Linked DNA regions of Sus scrofa: region 2 is linked to region 1. Evidence: chromatin contacts called from public HiChIP or PLAC-seq data. All regions are on one chromosome and are shown on one strand. The core of a region is the stretch at or near the end of the contact, and the rest is flanking DNA. Distances in the headings are between cores, read along the strand shown. Region 1 overlaps LOC102161888 (a long non-coding RNA gene). Region 2 holds the start of ZSWIM6 (zinc finger SWIM domain-containing protein 6).

Region 1 (2,700 bases), core at 116-2,615:
AATCCTCAGTGAGAACATCTTCAAACCCTTTCACATTTTCTTTTTTTTTTCCCTAGTCCCTGAGTCCCCTCCCCAGCCTCCTTCAAGACCAAGCCTCTTTTTGCTGAACCCTCAGCCCCTCTGTGTCCTCCCAAATTTTTATCATTGCTATTTAAATTCTCCAGAGTCTCCTTGATCTTAAACCACCCCCAGCATCTCCCCCGCCCCTTCTTTTCCCTTCTATGGTTAAACGTCTTGAGAGCGTTGTCTACACTGTTCTCTTCCTCGTGCTCACTCTGCAACCTGGCTTCTCCCTCCACTATCCCCCTGAACTTGCCCCTTCAAAATCACAAGTGACTTCCACGTTGCTAAAATCATCGGACATTTCTTTTTGGGCACCTACACCTATTCTTGAGCATGCTCATTTATTCCTTCAGTTAACTTCAGTTACCATGTCTATGTCTTTAATTTGAATTCTTCAATGAACTAACTAACTATATACTCTCTCCTACGGGCACATCGACCTCAGCTTGCCAAAACCTGTCTCCACCCACCCCAGCCCCAGTGTTCTTTCTCTTAGTGGATGTCTCTGTCATCCATCTGATGGGCCAAGCCCGAGACTTGGGAGTCATCCTGTTACCTTCTGTGTCTCCTGCTCTCCCATAACCAACCTTCCAGTTACCCTATGAATCTGCTCCTTCAGCTACCATCCTAGTTCAGGCCATTGTTTTCTCTGTCATTCCAACAGCTTCTCCTCAATCAATTCTCCACACTCACTGCTGTAACCTTTTTAATGGGTTCCTCCTAACCTCAGGATAAATTCCTTAACAAGCTTACACGGCCCTTCACGACAAGTCAGTATGACTGATTCACCAACCACCCCCTTGTTTCTAAGTTCCAGGCCTACTGAACTTGCAAAATTTTTAATACCTTGTTCTTGTTCACCTCTGAGTCTTTTGAATACGTTGCTCCCTCTGACTGGAAGTCTCTTTTCCTCTTCTCTTCTCCTTAGTAACTTCTACTCATCATTCAGGTCTGAGCTTAAAGATTTCTTCCTCCAGAAACTATAATGTAATTGCTTCTTTAGTTCTGATTCCTCCACATGATTGAAATTTAAGGTGGAGTTTATGCCCTCCTAGAACATCACTGTGCTCCCTGCTACAGTCTGTGGCACATAGTAAGCGCCAAATCATCACCGCACGAATTAATGAAAGCATAATCAACCTCCATTTCACAATGCATTTTAACAAAGAAGCATAAATGGAGTCTTGCTGCTTTTGTGGAATCACTAGGGGGAAATAGCTTAGCCAGAGGTACCCTACAGAGTTAGAATTACAATTCTGACTAATTTGCTAGAACTGTCCCTCTGGTGATATATTTTAGAATTGAAAGAAATTTTGCAATAGTAGATGACTTCATCTTCCTTTTTAAAACTGTGAGTGTGTGTGTGTGTGTGTGTGTGTGTGTGTGTGTGAGAAAGAGCGAGAGAGAGAGAGAGAGTGAGCAAGAGAGAGGGGGAGAGAGAGGGAGAGAGGGAGAGAGAATAACCTTGCCAAATTGGTCTTTGTAGTCCAGTAGTTTGAACCAGAAATCTGTGAAAAGATTGTTCTTTAGGAAGTTTTCCAAAAACTATCCTGAGGCAAGACTTAAATAACTATGTATTTTAAAATGTACTTTAGTGGCAGCTATAGACAAATGGAGTTTGTATTGTTTAAGAAATTTAAACATGTAAATACCTAAAGTGCATTGTTGAAATAAAGTGATAGATACATTCCAAGGCTCAAGGCTGACCAATGTCGGGATTAAGAATGCCAGCTGTTGGCAGAAGACAAAGTGTTTGGAAGCTAGAAAACATGGCTTTTTTTCTCAAATTAATTCTGGGAAGCGGGGAATAAAATCAATGAACATGTGAATCCAAGTAATCTTCAGACAGAATTTCTAGGAATGCAGTCAGAGTGGAAGTAAAATTTTTAGAAACTAAAAGAATTAAACATCAATTTGAATAAATAAATAAAGCAGAAAAAGAAATGACATAGATCTAGCTTTTGAAAGAAGAGAACTAAAGTAGTTAGTTATTAGCAGGAATTCCCAGTAAGAGGAAGAGAAAGCAAGCAAACATGCTGAGTGCTCACAATGAATTATCAAAGCTGTTTTGTAAAGAAGTTACCAACCAAACCACGCTCTCCACCTCAAACCTGGCCCCTTGAAGGCTCTCTAGACCTGGAGCTGCATCCCCTCCCACCTTATCTACCCAGAAACCTGGGACACCCCATACCCCAACTGCTGGTCTGAGTCCTGCCAGTTCTTCGTGCTTACTAGCTCCAGGGTCTGTCCACAGCCAACAGTTTGGTGCAGACCCCTGCTCTGTCTCCTGTCTGGCCCACAGGCAGGAAGGAGCCTCTGTGCTGTACCAGTCAAGCAGTGGGCTCCACAGATGGACTGCCTAGGTCATAGCCTGCTTCTAGCACTTACTAGCCAGGCAACAGTGGCCCAGTTGTTTTGTGTCTCAATCTTCTCATCTGTGAAAAGAGGGGATAATAGCACCCTGGCCTGTGGTCTGTAAGAGTTAGAGATAATGTGAATAAATTTCCTAAAATAATACTTGGTCCATGGTTCTGTGTTTCCATAAACATTAAATATCATTACTCTGTGTTATGTCCTGGCTTCATTTCTTGCCACGTTTGAATCCATTTTCTAGGAGCGATCATTTTCAAATAAACT
Region 2 (2,700 bases), core at 178-2,677, 54 kb after region 1:
GCTGCCTTTACCCTGGAGGATGGGCCGCTCGGGGCGGCAGAGAGCGCGGCGCACATCCCGAGCGCCAGGGCTCCCCTCAGCCCGACGCCTGGGGCCGAGGCGTGCCAGATTCAAGTGCGCACCAAGCGCGCTCGCAGCCGCCGTCCGCTGCGGAGCAGCCGGGGCGCGCCGTCTGCAGTTGCTGGGCTGTGCGCTCGGGCCCGTAGGGTGTGTGTGTGTGTGTGTGCGCGCGCGCGCGCGCCCGCCCGTGGTGTCTGTACTCACAAAGGTGTGTTTGCTAAACCCACTGCCCCCGGGTGCCCTCCACTACGAGCCCGATCACTCTCAGGCATGGACTGGTGTATCCGCAGCGCGGCCGCGGGGGCGACAAGGGCCGGTTCAAGTTCCCCAGCTCCGCGCCGGCGAGCGGGCCGGCTTCCTCGCCCGCGGGGCTGAGGAAGCGCGAGGGCGGGGCGGCTGTGGCTGGCTCCGGACGCAAGTCGCACTGCTACTGGGCAGGTTCGGAGCGCTCTGCGCTTTATCGGACACTTTGGCAGGCTCAGGAGCCGAGACAGAGCGGACTTGGAGCTCGGGGCTGGGTGCACTGCAGCCACGAGGGGCAGCGGGGCTGGTGCTCTCCTCCTCCGCCTAGGTTTGCAAAAGTGAACTGGAAAACAGCCGCGGAACGCAGCCTCCTCCCTTTTCTCCGGCGCCGCAGCCTGGGCTGGGGGTGGGGGGAGTTCCTCCGGTCTGACTGGAGGGGAAGCGGGCGGCCGGGCAGCTTCAGCCGCACCTCCTCCGCCTTCCTCTCCACCCCGGTCCCCGGGGTTCCACGCCGCATTTCTTTGTTTTGAAAGCGCCTCCTCCGCCCAGAGGCTTTTCCCCCGGCGGGCAGGCTCTGATGGGGGGGTGGGGCATCGACCCGCCGGCCCCGCCCTCCATTTAGCTCGGACACCTCCTCCTTACTCACCTCCTATCTCCCCTTCCCTCCCCGCTGCGACCCACGAGGCGCGTCCTCACTTGCAGGACATCAAAGGATGGCAGGGAATTGGAGGGGTAAGTTGAGTAGGCTAGGGGCGCAAAGACCCACCCACCTTAGGCCAGGCCTGGCGGCCCGCCCCCTCCCGCGGGAACCCTGCCAGAGCCCCGCCCCTCCGCGTCACAGCAGCCTGACATTCTCACAACCCCACCGGCACCCAACCCCACCGCCCCCGCTACCCTGGTGTCCGCGGAGTGCTCTATTTATGTTTCAGCCCAGCGATTTGCATAGGGCCCGCCCCTGGCCCTAGGTCCCCCTATCGGTGCCCCGCCTCAGCCAGGACGTCATGGAGAAGGCCTCGCCTCTTGTGCCCATACAAGGAGCGGCGGGCCCTAGATGGCAGCGTGGCGTCGCGGCGGCGTGTGCGTGTCGCGCTTCCTTGTGCCGTTTATAGGGTCTCGGCACTTCCGCTGTCGGGTTAGAAGCGGCGCGGTCATGGCGGAGCGCGGACAGCAGCCTCCTCCCGCGAAACGGCTCTGCTGCCGGCCGGGCGGCGGCGGCGGCGGCGGCAGCGGCGGCGGGGCCAGCAGCGGCGGCGGAGGAGCGGGTGGCGGTTACAGCTCTGCCTGTCGGCCGGGCCCGCGGGCGGGCGGTGCGGCGGCAGCGGTGTGCGGGGGCGGCGCAGCGTTGGGGCTGCTGCCACCGGGCAAGACCCAGAGCCCCGAGTCGCTGCTGGACATCGCTGCGCGCAAGGTGGCTGAGAAGTGGCCGTTCCAGCGCGTGGAGGAGCGCTTTGAGCGCATCCCGGAGCCGGTGCAGCGCCGCATCGTCTACTGGTCCTTCCCCCGCAGCGAGCGGGAGATCTGCATGTACTCGTCCTTCAACACCGGCGGCGGCGCCGCGGGCGGCCCCGGCGACGACAGCGGCGGCCCCGGCGGCGGCGCGGGCGGCGCGGGCGGCGGCGGCTCCTCGTCCTCGCCGGCCGCCACCTCGGCCGCCGCCGCCGCCGCCGCTGCCGCCGCCGCCGGGGCCGGGGCCCCGTCGGTGGGGGCCGCCGGGTCGGCGGACGGCGGCGATGAGACACGGCTGCCCTTCCGCCGGGGCATCGCGCTGCTGGAAAGCGGCTGCGTCGACAACGTCCTGCAAGTCGGTGAGTCACGGGGCAGTCTGGGGGCCGTCTGTCCGTCGGTCAGTCCCTCAGGGGGGCGCCCGCCCCCTCCCCTCTGGGCAGCCCCTCAGCGCAGCGCGCGCCCGCACCCCGCCCGGTGCCCTCACCGGCCCGGACAGTCCTCCTGAGTGGAGCGCCCATTTCCTCCCCGCCCCTCCCCGCCCCCTGTCTCCCCGGACGGGCCAGCGCGAGTGGGAAATGAATCAGCAGGACGCGCCCCGCCGCGGGGTCGGCGGGGTGGGTGTCGGGTGCTCCCGGTCCCCTCCATTCCTCCCCCTCCTCCCCCGGAGCACGTCCTGGAGCCCTGCTCGCCTGTTTTGGGGGGTGAATGTGGACAAAGGCACCGGCGGACGGCCGGGCTCCGGCGGAGGGTGTGTGTGGCGGGGCCGTGCGGGGCGGGGGAGGGGGCGCGGGCCGCACAGACAATGCCGGCCGGTGCCGAGCGGGCGGCCGGGCCGAGCTCTATGCTCTCTCTCCTCTCTTTCCTTGTCTGTGGCTCGCTGAGCGTCTTTCTTTCTCCTCTCCCCCTCCCTCCCCGCCCCCTCGATTTGAGGGGAGGAAAATACATTTTAAT

What was found. HiChIP or PLAC-seq counts read pairs in DNA pulled down with a chosen protein or histone mark.
Region 2: an H3K27ac HiChIP or PLAC-seq map of alveolar macrophages shows a contact between it and region 1. The contact joins the promoter of ZSWIM6 here to the enhancer-like site in region 1. A contact is called at or near these places in 6 of 47 Hi-C or Micro-C datasets (alveolar macrophages, blood, embryonic fibroblasts and 2 more) and 1 of 2 datasets of contacts at active chromatin or transcription factors (alveolar macrophages).

The regions. Positions count from the first base shown.
Region 1 is chr16:40,050,531-40,053,230 of Sscrofa11.1, forward strand. The region is part of intron 5 of LOC102161888 (a long non-coding RNA gene); the gene reads left to right. Among named protein-coding and RNA genes, the nearest start is that of ZSWIM6, 54 kb to the right of the region's middle. Within about 2 kb of position 1,366, at least 5 of the 83 cell types and tissues checked have an H3K27ac peak or open chromatin away from gene starts, as enhancers often do. A contact at or near this core is called in alveolar macrophages, where this site is marked.
Region 2 is chr16:40,104,072-40,106,771 of Sscrofa11.1, forward strand. It overlaps ZSWIM6 (zinc finger SWIM domain-containing protein 6), which reads left to right and starts at 1,428. Exons shown (of 14, transcript XM_021076973.1): 1 at 1,428-2,108. The coding sequence starts at 1,454. It overlaps LOC110257311, which reads left to right and starts at 2,115. Exons shown (of 1, transcript XM_021076974.1): 1 at 2,115-2,700. The coding sequence starts at 2,552.